2 separate regions of the Macaca mulatta genome follow, and region 1 is linked to region 2. A link is a contact called in public Hi-C data. All regions are on one chromosome and are shown on one strand. Each heading gives the region's core, a stretch centred on a gene start, on an enhancer-like site or on the middle of the called end of the contact. The rest is flanking DNA. Distances are from core to core; before and after follow the strand shown.

Region 1 (6,658 bases), core at 1,075-3,574, 37 kb before region 2:
TGTCATTCACACAAACATAAAGTCATTGTAGAATTTCCTGACTCTACTTATAATTTCAGCTCTCTTGGGAGTTTGAAGTTCCAGAAGCTTATTACGTGCCTATAAGGCATGTACAAGGCCATGCTTCTTCATAAAAACATTAAGAACATCATGCATCTCCAGCCAGGATGGGGGAGCACTTTCATAGGCCCCCATGGGAGCCAAGGGAAGTGAATGGAACATGGGCTTTGAGTAGATAGACCCGGTCTGAATTCTAGCTCTGCCACTTCCCTGCTGTGTGAGGGTCCCTTAGCCTCTTGCCCTCAGCTTCCTCATCTAGAAATGGAAGTAAGTCTCTACTCCTCAGTGCTGCTGGGTTGCTGTCTCTGGACAGTTTCTGAGAAGGAGGTCTCATGCAGCAAGCATCCTCTGTTACAAAATGAGGAACCCAAGGACCAGGTCGGTCCCTTAAAAATCTTTGCAGGCCAGGCACAGTGGTTCATGCCTGTAATCTCAGCACTTTGGGAGGCAGAGGTGGGAGGATTACAAGGTCAAGAGATGGAGACTATCCTAGCCAACATGGTGAAAACCCGTCTCTACTAATAATGCAAAAATTAGCTGGGCGTGGTGGCACACACCTGTAGTCCCAGCTACTTCGGAGACCGAGGCAGGAGAATCACTTGAACCCGGGAGACGGAGGTTGCAGTGAGCCAAGACTGCATGCCACTGTACTCCAGCCTGGCGACAGAGGGAGACTGTGCCAAAAAAAAAGAAAAAAAAAAAAGGAAGAAAGAAAGAAAGAAAGAAGGAAAAAAAGAAAAAAAACTTTTGCAGAAACCTAGACTGCTGGTGTGCAGGTGTGGCAATGGAGGGAGGTGGGCATGAGGGGAATGATAACATTCCCTTAGAAGTTTGAGGCTGGGTGTAGTGGCTCACGCCTGTAATCCCAGCACTTTGGGAGGCCAAGATGGGCGGATCACCTGAGGTCAGGAGTTCGAGACCAGTCTGGCCAACATGGCAAAAACCCATCATACTAAAAATACAAAAATTAGCCGGGCGTGGTGGCAGGCACCTGTAATCCCAGCTACTCAGGCAGCTGAAGCAGGAGAATCATTTGAACCAGGAGGCAGAGGTTGCAGAGAGCCAAGATTGCACCACTGCACTCCAGCCTGGATGACAGAGCAAGACTCCAACTCGGGGAATAAAAAGAAGTTTGAGTTGGCTATCATTTCTGAGGCCCAATTCCAGGGCTGGAGAAAGTAACGGCATTGCATCCTGCAGGTTGCCTCTTAGAAGAAGGGGCCTAGAGCTCAGAGATGGGTGTGTGGAGGCTCCAGGCTCCTACTGGACTCTGGCTTCCCAGATGGTCCGCTGAGCACCTGGAGAAACAGACTCAGAATGGGGCGGGATATGTCTCACCCTGGAGTCACCACTCTCCTAGAGAGGGGCCTCCCGCCACATGCTGATGGTTTTGTCCACCAGGGCAGGGCACTCCTCGCGACCTTCTCCTCTTCATCCACTTAAAGAAGCAGTTAGGGGGAAATAAAAAGACTCAGCCTATATAAAGCCATCACACCTCCGTGTCACGTAGCGTCACACGCCAAGGGTGGGGCTCCCGGGGCTGGAACCGGTTCTGGTGTCAATCAGTATCTCTTGAGGAACTGACTCGTGGAGCTGACTCACGCATTTAGATATAGCTTCTAGTCTGTTTTTCTAGAAAAAAAAAAACAAAAGCCCAACCCTCATTACTTCAGCTCCGCTTTAGGCACACAGGAATGAGCTCAGCAGCCGTTGATCAAACCCTAAATAACATGGGAAACAATCAATTACAGAATAATGAATTCCAGCCCAAGTGTTAAGGTCCTGTTCTGTCTCCCACGTACTCCCTCCAACATCGCTATGCTCGCTGAGCAGCACCAGTGCCCTCTCACAGCAGATGCTGGGTGAGGGAGGACGGGCACCCACGGGCAACAGGAATTTGGGATCAGGATGGTATCATCGCATGCGAGAGCTCCTGAAACCTTATACGTAAGTCAGCCACAGCCGTCCACTTACTGACTCCAATTCATATGCCAATTCACTCTCTTATTCTTATTCTTTCATTCACCTACTCAATCCCAAGCTTCCACTCTGTGCCAGGTGCTGGTGCCAAGAGGAAAAGTAACCCCTTTCCTAAAGGAAGTTTTCAGGACGTCTATTACCCCAGCCCTCCCCTCTCCAGGCTCCCTGAGCCCGGTTCAGGTAAGACCGCGCCCTGACATACCACTAATGTCCAGGAGGTGGCAGCAGACAGGCCCGGAGAAGCTCAAGGGTGGCGACCGTGCTGGGTCGAGGGGAGAGAGGAGGAGGAGGAGGAGGAGGAGGAGGAGGCGGAGAAGGAGGAGGAGGCGGAGAAGGAGGCGGAGGCGGAGGCGCAGGCGGAGGGGGAGGAGGAGGGCGGGTCACCTGGAGAGGACGTCCTTTCCTGTTTCCTGGAAAGGACCAGATACCCGAAGCTGGCCAAAGCGGGCGTGGTGGCAGGTGCCTGTGATCCCAGCTACTTGGGAGGCTGAGGCAGGAGAATCGTTTGAACCCGGGAGGTGGATTCACTGTCTCCTTGTCTTTGTGAATTAGCAAGGACATTTGGTTACACGTAATAGAAAGCCCTGGCTTAAATACTGGGGCAGGAGAGGAAATATAATTTCAAAACCTCAAGTGTTCATAGTAGGGACAGATCCCCCTGTAACAAAAGACAGATTAACAAGAGGAAAACAAGTCTGTAATATGTGCGGCACACATCACGAGGGAGTAACCTCAAACAAAGGTGATGGTGCAGTGGCTTGTGACTCTGGCTTAGAGAGCATCTTCAGTAAAGAACAATAAATTTCATCCTGACAAAACAGCGCCGGGAATAACGCTCAAAATCCCGAGGAAATTGAACACTCGAACAAAGGATTCTTAGCAAAGTAATTTTACTTCTGCGCAGAGGGGTGCCTCCTTGGCCAGTCACCACGAGAGCACACCTGAACAAAGGGCACGAGAGCCTTTATTTCTGACGCAAGTCCTGTACTCTTTCCCCATTGGTCGGGGTCGGGTTGTACAATCTAAACGAATCCCGGTTGGCTAAACATTTGAACTTTTTTACATAAGGTGGGCACGTAAAAGAAAGTGGAGAGGAAGGGGAAGGGGTGCCTGTAATGAGCTAGAAAGTTAGTCTTCTTTCCAAATAAGGAAAGGAATGTGAGCTGGTACTGACAACGCCTGGTGCTGTGGTGTGCCTGGGCATCGAACAAAGGCAAAAAAGAAAAAAAGGAGAAAAAGGAAAGTGGAGTGGGGGTACTATGAATTAAAGAATAAAAGATGGATCAGATTATTTGAAGAGAAACCTCAACATATCCCACAAGGGGAACCGGGGGGGAAAAAAAAAACACAATACATTTTAGAGAAGTGGCAAGACAAATGAAAGTAGATTTAGGCTCCTGGAACCTCTGAGAAGGTAAGTGAATGGGAGTAAACTGATGGCATAAGGTTTGTAAAAGTTGTCTCCAGTAAAGAATTTTATAACCTGGCTTTAGGTGGAAAGAGGGGAGCTCTTCCACTATTTGCTGCTTCTTAACTACCTTAGCTAAAAAATATTCAAAAATACCGTGTCAAAGAGGCATATTTGGGGGTAACATATTCTGGTTTCTTTCATGGACTTGTACATAGGATGCGGGGGGCCAGGCGTGGTGGCGCATGTTTGTAATCCCAGCACTTTGGGAGGGGAGTGACCAGCCTGGCCAACATGGCGAAACCCCGTCTCTACTAAAAATACAAAAACTAGCTGGGCACAGTGGCTCACTCCTGTAATCCTAGCACTTTCAGAGGCCGAGGTAGGCAGATCACTTGAGACCAGGAGTTCAGGACCAGCCTGGGCAACATGGCAAAACCCTGTCTCTACTAAAAAAAAAAAAAAAAAAACATATATATATATACATACACCAACATGGCAAAACTCCGTCTCTACTAAAAATACAAAAATTAGCTGGGCATGGTGGCGAGCGCCTATAATCCCAGCTACTTGGGAGGCTGAGGCAGGAGAATTGCTTGAACCTGGGAGGAGGAGGTTGCAGTGAGCCAACAGAGTGAGACTCCATCTCAAACAAAACAAAACAAAAAACAACAACAAAAAAACACAACAAAACAAAACAAAACACCCAAAATTGGCAGAACGTGGTGGTGCACACCGGTAATCCCAGCTTCTTGGGTGGCTGAGGCACAAGAATCACTTGAACCTGGTGGGTGGAGGTTGCAGTGAGCTGAGATGCTGAGATCATGTACTCTAACCTGGGTAAGAGAGAGAGACCCTGTCTCGAAAAAAAGATTTTTAAAGGTGGGATGAAGCCGAGGCTGGGGGTGCAGCTGCACCTGGGGAAGGGACCAGAAGCAGGGGTTACTGTTTCTTGTCTTGGCAGCCCACATGGTAGTGGCTGCTTTCTTGTCTTGTCTGCAGACTGTTCCTTAGACTGGGAAATGCAGCCGTGGCAGGTTGGAAGGTACCTGCTCCAGGCCCAGCCAGCCAGGGAGACTATTGAATTCCAGGGAGACGGACTTGTAGGATCAGCTAGGCTTGGGTCTAGCACATACCCTGGCACCAATAAGTGGTGACAACTGTGGGCACAGTGCTAGACAGTCACCAGGTGGTCTTATGAGAGTCGCTGGAAACTGGGAGACCCTCGCTAATGGAGAGCCGCTGGAATGAGTTTGGGAGTGCAAGGTTAGTCACACAGGTGCTGTTCCATATCCTTTCATGGACCATAGTTGCAGTTGGGTGAGCCGTCAGCTCCAGCCTCACTGCAACAAGGGATACTGGCTGGGGACCCTGCCCTCAGCCCCATGGCACTCCCCTCTCTTGTGCACTCAGCTTGGTGGATTCCAAATGCAAGTACCTGCAACTCTGCCTCAGGGAACGGCCTCCACACTGGACTGATGGGAGGGAGTAGCTAGATTCCCTGGCTCCTGTCCCTGGCAGGAGGACCAAATCTGAAGTGCATCCCACATTGACTTCCAGAGCTTTCCAGGGGCATTGAGGTTCAGCTGCCCACAGCAGGGACCTGTTGATGACACACTTTGCCTGGCCGCCCTCCCTCCCCCACCACCCCATCTTGCCTCCACACTCCCCTCCTGGCGTTACCTGGATCACTGCACTGCTTTCTACCTTTCTACCTTTTCTCTGGGTTTGCTTCTGGGGACCCAACTCAAGACCTTGTAGTGTTTTTTGTTTTTTTGTTTTTTATTTTTTGAGATGGAGTCTCGCTCTGTCACCCAGGCTGGAGTGCAGTGGTGTGATCTTGGCTCACTGCAAGCTCCGCCTCCCGGGTTCACGCCATTCTCCTGCCTCAGCCTCCTGAGTAGCTGGGACTACAGGCGCCGACCACCAGGCTCGGCTAATTGTTTGCATTTTTAGTAGAGATGGGGTTTCACCGTGTTAACCAGGACAGTCGTGATCTCCTGACCTTGTGATCCGCCTGCCTCGGCCTCCCAAAGTGCTGGCATTACAGGTATGAGCCACCCTGCTTGGCCGGCCCTTGTAGTCTTAACAGCTAGGTTTCCCAGAGGAGAGGTGAGGAGCCTTTGAAAAGTAAGAGAATAGGCCAGGCACAGTCACTCACACCAGTAATCCCAACCAACACTTTGGGAGGCCAAGGAGGGAAGGATTGCTTGAGCCCAGGAGTTTGAGACCAGCCTGGGCAACACAGGGAGATTCCATCTCTACAAAAACAAAAAAATCAATCAGGCCTGGTGGTGCATGCATACGCGACAGAGTGAGATCCTGTCTCACAAAAGGATAAGAGCATACACTTTTCCATTCAATTGTACGTTTTTTCCTTAAAAATAGAGCTCTTTATTTAAACAGTTTAGGGTATACCAACAAGCAGTTGGGTATCATTTAAATATGACATAAACATAGCAAAAATAGAAATAAATACCAATACGTAAGAACAACATATACTGTTAGTACTCTAAAGTGATACATGTTGCTTCACCTAAGGCACGAACACTTTTCACAGGATGTGCTTCCAGTGCAGGCCCAGCCCACACCACACAGTTCCCACCCGCTGTGCATGTGAAAGGGCTTTGTAAACAGTTAAGTGCTGACCACACAAGGCAAATTATCATACTGATTATCATGCACTTTCCTAAGCTTCTCCTGGCTTTTTGTCAATGACTTAATGACGATAAAGGAGATGGAGTTTAGAGTTACTAGAAAACTCCAGCTATGTCAGAAATTAAACTCTGGAAAAATTCTTTAAAAAAAAATAGTAAGGTTTGGCTGGGCGCGGTGGCTCATGCCTGTAATCCCAGCACTTTGGGAGGCCAAAGCAGGCGGTTCACCTGAGGTCAGGAGTTTGAGACCAGCCTGGCCAGCATGATGAAACCCCGTCTCTACTAAAAATACAAAAAAATTAGCCAGGTGTGGTGGTGGGCACCTGTAATCCCAGCTACTTGGGAGGCTGAGGCAGGAGAATCACTTGAACCCGGGAGGTAGAGGATGCAGTGAGCCGAGATCTCACCACTGCACTCCAGCCGAGGCAACAAGAACAAAACTCCGACTCAAAAAAACAAAACAAAAATAGTAAGGTTTAAGAATAGAAACGGAGTGGTTATTTCATACAAGCCTAAGATGATGCTGATGATAGCTTTTACTTTTTTGAAATTA
Region 2 (6,698 bases), core at 1,626-4,125:
ACAGCTACCCTACAGGCTCACCAGGTAATCTTCCTTCTCTATGTTGCCAAACCACTGCATTCTTCTGGATGTTTTTAAACCCAGTTGTCTTTGCCTGGTATTCACCATCTAGTCTTTGAAATATTTGATTCAAATGTCCCTTCCTCCAGGGAATCTTCCTTGACATATCTACAAGGAGATGATGATGATGATGATAATGATGATGATAATAATAGCAGCTAAGGCTGGGCATGGTGACTCACGCCTGTAATCCCAGCACTTTGGGAGGCAGAAGTAGGCAGACCACCTGAGGTCAGGAGTTTGAGACCAGCCCGGCCAACATGGTGAAACCACGTCTCTTCTAAAAATACAAAAATTAGTTGAGATGGTGGTGCATGCCTGTCATCTCAGCTACTTGGGAGGCTGAGACATGAGAACTGCTTGAACCCGAGAGGTAGAGGTTGCTGGGAGCCGAGATTGCGCCACTGCACTCCAGCCTGGGTGACAAAGTGAGACTCTATCTCAAAATATATAAATAAATAAAAGAATAATAATAATAGCAGCTAATGTGTGCTGTGTTCTATGAGCCAGGTTCTGTGCTAAACAGTTTACCTGCACTTTCTCTTTTAATCCTCACCACATCCCCAGGAGGCAGGTATTCATTATAATAATTATAATCATTACAGGTGGGAAAACCAAGGCCCTCTCAGCTATTAAGTTGTAGAATCAGATTCAGGCCTAGTCAACTCCAAAGTCCGAGCTCTTGACCGTACTTTGTCCTCCAGGTTCTCATGGGGTCTATTCAGCTTTATGATTCCAACTATTCCATCTGTTGACTACTAGTCAAACAAGATCTGTTGACCACGGTATGCCAGGGATTTCAAAGAACACAGCTTCATTCCTGCCCTATAGGAGTTCATGGTCCCATGGAGAATTCAGGGCCCTGAAATGTCCCATGGGCCATGATGGAAATCCATACAGGTTGTAGAACGGCATCAGGGAGGGAGGACCCAGTTCTACGGATGGCTCTCCCCAGCCTGGGATGCCTACCCATGACCTTTTAGACCCAAAAGTGGGTGCCTGCTTCTACCTTATCCTGTGTCCTCTAGCTGGGACTGTATCACTACGAGGCTAGTGCTATTACTACTCCCAGCTTCTGGACTTCCTAACAGGTGACCAACAGGAGACCAGGCTGTTTTCAAGGTATCCTATCGGCAGGACAGTCCCCATATTCGAGCTAGGTCACAGGAGAAAAACAGCAGCTAGAGTAACTTTCCTCTGTGAAGCCTTCAAAGGATGCCAGGCACTAGTTTGGCTCTTTACACGCAAAACCTCAGTGATCCTTGGGACAGACCACCCTATGGGGTGGTGTCATTCATTCTGCTTCCATGGAAAGGGCACTAGACTTAGAGACAGATGCTAACTAACTTGCCTGAGGCTACACAGGAGCCAGTATTTGAACGTAGATCTGGCTGTACTTACTCCTAAATCATCGCACCACAGTCAGTGTTGTGTATATTAAATATTTATCAGATGAAAGTACAAGAAGGTCTGGGCTTGACAGTGAAAGGGGAACAGAAGACCCCACCCTCCCTCCACACACAGGTACACTGCTCCTCATCAGCCACAGAGAACGCTGCTGTGGGCACTGTGGCCTGGGGCATCCCTGGCTGGCCTGGTGACCAAGTGGATGGACAGCCTATCCCAGGTGCCTACCCCAGAGGCCAGACCTAGCCAGGCTTGCTTCAGCCCATCTTCTGTCTTCTGTGTGCCTCACCTCTGCCGTCCTTCTTAAGCAATTCCCTGAATTGCTCAGAGCCTCAGTTTCCCCATCGGAAAAGTGACAATAATATCTACCTCCTAGGATGGCTGGACTGTGAGGCTTCTAGAATAATGTGGCGCCTGGCACAAAGAAGTTGCTCAATAAATATTGACTTTTATGATGATTGGATTACGCCCAGGGACCTTACCAACTCTTCAAACTGTGAGTCCAAGACTAGGAAAATATCTGGGGGCAATTTCTGGACCTTCTCCTCCCTGCTTTGGTTGGAGTGGTGGGCGGTGAGGTTTGGTGGTTGGGTCCTACGGCAAGGAATTTTGTACCGACACCTTACTTAACAGTAGAGGTGGGGGAAAAAAGGTGTCTTGTTAGGAAGCAGGGCACAGGCGAAACCAGAGCTCTGTCCCACCGGAGGCCTGGCAGGAATGGGAAGGGACATCAATCGGTCCCACCTTCCCTACTGCCTACACTTTAGGGTCGAGTGTGGTTTTCACACAGGGATCAGTGCTTTCTTTAGGAAACATTAAAAAGCACTTTATTAAAAAAGAAGATGCAGTATAAAACTGTCGCTGTCTTTTTTCCTGTTCTCCTGAAGCTGGAAGCATTAGGAAACTGGATTAGTTTCCTGCGGGAGAGGAATTTCAAAGACCCGGTTCTGTTCCGTCCTGGGAAGAAGCTAACTGGGGGCGCGTAGGCAGGGCAGATTCTCACCTGGCTCGGGTGGCTGCGGACCCCTTGCCTGTCCCAGGAGCTCCGGGTCCGAGGGTGGGCGCGGCCCGGCCCGGGGAGCCCTCTTCCCCCGCCCTCCCGCGGCCCCGCGCCCTTACCTGGAGCGGCCTGCAGTAGGCACAGGAGCAGGGGGCCCCAGCGCTCAGGCCCCGCCATGGCCTCCCCGCCGCGGCGTCCCCGCCCGGGCCCAGGTCCCCGCCTCCGGCCTCCCTCCTTCTACCCCACCGCGGGCAGGTGACGCAGTCGGCAGCCAATGGCCCGCAGAGCCGCGGGCCCGTCCCTGCCGCCCGGGATTCACTGGGCGGGTCCCCGGGGACAGCCCCGCCGTGGGGAGGGAGCGCGCCGGCCCCCGCGCTCGAAACCCGCCCGTACCTCCGCTTCATCTGCGCTTAGTTTTGTTTTACTCAATTTCCGGGGAAAAAATATCAGTAAATCCGTGCACGTGGGAAGGGCAGGGGAGGGGAGGAAACCGGCTGATGATCAATAACCCACGGTCAATCCAGTGCTCCAGGATGTGCCATTTGGGCAGGACTAGGGAGAGTTCAAGGCCGGTTTGGCTACGCGGCCTCAGATGCCATTGGTGGGATCCGAGCACGTTTCCGAGCGCGTTTAGCGTTACACACGCGATTACCTTGAATGCCCCCTGGGATCCCTGGGGGTGCGTGCTGCCGTCCTCCACGTACTTCTCTCCCGGAGAGCGGCAGGCCCCAGAGCTTCAGGTGCTTGTTCTGGGGAAAGCTGTCTTCTGACCCCGAAGCCTGTGGTGTTCAACTGGACAGTAGCTAGTAGCTTCCCCGTAAGGCACACGCCACGACGCGCAATATTCTGCGGCCCTTTAGGAGGACGTTGCCGAATGGTGTGTATCGACACCGAGGTGTTTGCAACACACTGAGAAAAAGAAAAGCGAGTGCTAAAATATATGCCCATTACAAAAGTGTGTGTGTAGCCGGGCGCGGTGACTCACGCCTGTAATCCCAGCACTTTGGGAGGTTGAAGCGGGTGGATCGCCTGAGATCAGGAGTTTGAGACCAGCCTGGCCAACATGGTGAAACCCCATCTCTACTAAAAATACAAAAAATCAGCCGGGCGTGGTGGCGCATGCCTGTAATCCCAGCTATCAGGGAGGCTGAGGCAGGAGAATCGCTTGAACCCAGGAGGCTGAGGTTGCAGTGAGCCTAGATCGCCCCACTGCACTCCAGCCTGGGCCACAGAGTGAAACTCAGTCTCAAAAAAACAAAACAAAACAAAACAACTATGTGTGTGCGTGTGTCTGTCTATCTGTATGCGTAGAAACGGATTTGGAATAGTAACCACCAAAATATTAATGGTTGTTGTCTTTGGGTGATGAGGATTTTTTCAACTTTCTTCTTTTCTGATCATATTTCGTTTCCAATTTTTTGATAATTATTTGAAACTGGGATCAGCTTTGATCCCATCATTTTTGGAAGAGAAAATGATTTTCACAGAGCTTGGTGGATCCAAAAGTTTCTCTGAGTTTGACCACGGGGAAAATTTCTTTTGGAAATTTCAGGATGCTTCTGGGACTAGAATCTAAGGCTTCTGCTTAATCAGGACCACTTTTTTTTTTTTTTTTTTTTTTTTTGAGATGGAAGCTCTGTCACCCAGGCTGGAATGCAATGGTGTGATCTCCGCTCACTGCAACCCTGCCTCCTAGGTTCAAGCTATTTTCCCACTTCAGCCTCCCAAGTAGCTGGGATTACAGGCACCTGCCATCATGCCCAGCTAATTTTTGTATTTTTGTAGAGACGGGGCTTCACCATGTTGGGCAGGCTGGTTTTGAACTCCTGACTTCAGGTGATTTGCCGGCCTCGGCCTACCAAAGTGCTGGGATTACAGGCATGAGCCACTGGGCCTGGCCTTAATTAGGACCTCTTAACAAAGCCCTGCTTACAGAAGACGCGATCCCACCTCAAAGGTGCAGGGTGGAGGAGGATGGAAGAGTAGCAGGCACGGTCAGTGTCGGTATCTTGGGGTCTCTGAAATGTTGACTGTTGACTTTCTTTTCTCCTTCATTCTTCCGTCCCTCCTTCCCTCCCTCCCTCCCTTCTTTCCTTCCTTTCCTTCTTTCTTCTCTCTTTCTCTCTCTCTCTTGCTTTTTTTTTTTTACTTTCTTACTTTCTTGCTTTTTTTTTTTTCTTTTTGACAGAGACTCTGTCACCCAGGCTGGAGCGCAGTAGCGCGATCATGGCTCACTGCAACCTCTACCTATTGGTTCAAGTGATTCTCATGCGTGTGAGCCACCACGCCCAGCCAATTTTTGTATTTTTAGTAGAGACGGGATTTCACCATGTTGGCCAGGCTAATCTCGAACTCCTGGCCTCAAGTGATCTGCCCACCTCGGCCTTCCAAAGTGCTGGGATTATAGGCATGAACCACCGCACCCGGCCCTGAAATGTTGACTTTCATCTCCACCCAGCAACTGCAACTCTTTCAGACCCAGAATCCCACTGCACTTGGAGCGGTTCAGCAGCGGAGGCAGAAATATCTTCATTTGCCAGCTGCTCCACCCATGGGCTCCTGTGCCATGCGTCTGAAACTGGCACCTGCTCTTTTTTGACAATTTGTTTGTCACATGTTTGTTCTCTCGTTCCTCTTCCCCCACCTCCCCCACCGCCCATAGTTTCGAGTTAGGAAATTGTGTGTTCAGATGCCTTGATCCTTCAAGAGACATTTTGTGACTACGCGCTTGGCCAAGTTGGATCTTTCAAAACCTTAAAAAAATATGTCATCTATAGATGCTGATCAGAAAATCTCAGCCAGTTGCCATGACCTTGCCTCTACTTAGGTCCTCAATATATTGCTTCAATTTCTTTCAGGTATCTCAAATACTGACAATTCATCCATTCTGGAATAAAATGAGTATATCTCTATTGATATCTCTTTATCCCAAACATCCGGTTGCATGAATCTTTATTGAGTCTTTGTTATATAGTGGCACTGCAGTTTACATATAGTATTTAATCTTCACAACAACCCTATGTGGATATTATTATTAACATCCCCTTTTAACAGATGAAACTGGGAGAGGTTATATTCCTTGCTTAGGTCACACAGCTAATTATAGTGACAGGGCTGCGATCTGGAACTCAGTCTGTCCTCAAAGCTTGTGGTTTTAAAACTTCTGCTACCCAGGCTCTTGCTTTCTTAAGGGCAAACAAGAGCAAACCTCCCCAGTCTTAATCACTTCCTGATTTGCAAAGGTCATGGCGCTAACCTCTCAACGCTCCTGAGCGAAACAGCGGGCGCGCTGGAGAGCCAGCTTCCTCTTTGAGTTGGAATATTAGGTACGAAGCAGTGGTGCTGATAAATGTTTCACAACTGGTTGGGGGTTTAGGGGATGGGGTAAAAGTCCTGCTTTCTTGTGTTTGCCCACCTTCGTGGTGTGAATATCCCCACTGTGGCTGACTTGCAGCTAGCAAATGTGAGGTCACTGAACACGGAGATAAGAAGAAATGTGGCCAGGCGCGGTGGCTCACGCCTGTAATCCCAGCACTTTAGGAGGCTGAGGCGGGCAGATCACGAGGTCGGGAGATCGAGACCAACCTAGCTAACATGGTGAAACCCCGTTTCTACTAAAAATACAAAAAAATTAGCCGGGTGTGGTGGCGGGCGCCCGTAGTCCCAGCTACTCGGGAGGCTGAGGCAGGAGAATGGTGTGAGCCCAGGAGGTAGAGCTTGTAGTGAGTCGAGATCGTGCCACTGTGCTCCAGTCTGGGCGACAGAGAGAGACTCTATCTCAAAACAAACACAAACACAAAAACAAAAACAAAAAACACAAAGGAAGAAATGTGCACAACTGGCTCCTGAGCCTGTACGAGCCAACTCCAGCACACCACTGGGTGGAAGAAGCCGATTTCCTTCACTGTTGGAGGACCCAACATCTGTCGCACCACAACTGAGCTTTTCTATGTTTAGAACAAACCATATCACAACCCCTAAGGGCCTGTGGGGCTCATGTTAAAAGTCTCTGGTCCTCGGCTTGAGGCTCAAAATCTCTTACGCAGCTGTTAAATGTTTTCACAATGCAGCCTCCATCCACCTTTTGAAGTTCCCCACCAGTTCTCTGTGTTCCGCCACAGAGACTTCCAGTTCCCTTCTTTCTCTTGCCCCCTGGCCTTTTCAAACACTGGTCCCCGTGGCAGGAATTTCCTTCCCAGGCTTATCTGCCACTAGTCTTCCAGCAGGCCCC

What was found. Hi-C and Micro-C count contacts between places; a contact is called where the count stands out from the background.
Region 1: a contact with region 2 is called in a Hi-C map of liver, with 3 times the contacts expected there. The contact joins the promoter of IL22RA1 here to the promoter of IFNLR1 in region 2. A contact is called at or near these places in 2 of 14 Hi-C or Micro-C datasets (blood and liver).

Annotation. Positions count from the first base shown.
Region 1 is chr1:216,808,607-216,815,264 of T2T-MMU8v2.0, reverse strand. IL22RA1 (interleukin 22 receptor subunit alpha 1) reads right to left here and starts at 2,324. Exons shown (of 9, transcript XM_077969891.1): 1 at 2,243-2,324. IFNLR1 (interferon lambda receptor 1) reads right to left here. Exons shown (of 7, transcript XM_015131243.3): 7 at 5,819-6,658.
Region 2 is chr1:216,772,299-216,778,996 of T2T-MMU8v2.0, reverse strand. IFNLR1 (interferon lambda receptor 1) reads right to left here and starts at 2,875. Exons shown (of 7, transcript XM_015131243.3): 1 at 2,587-2,875. The coding sequence starts at 2,644.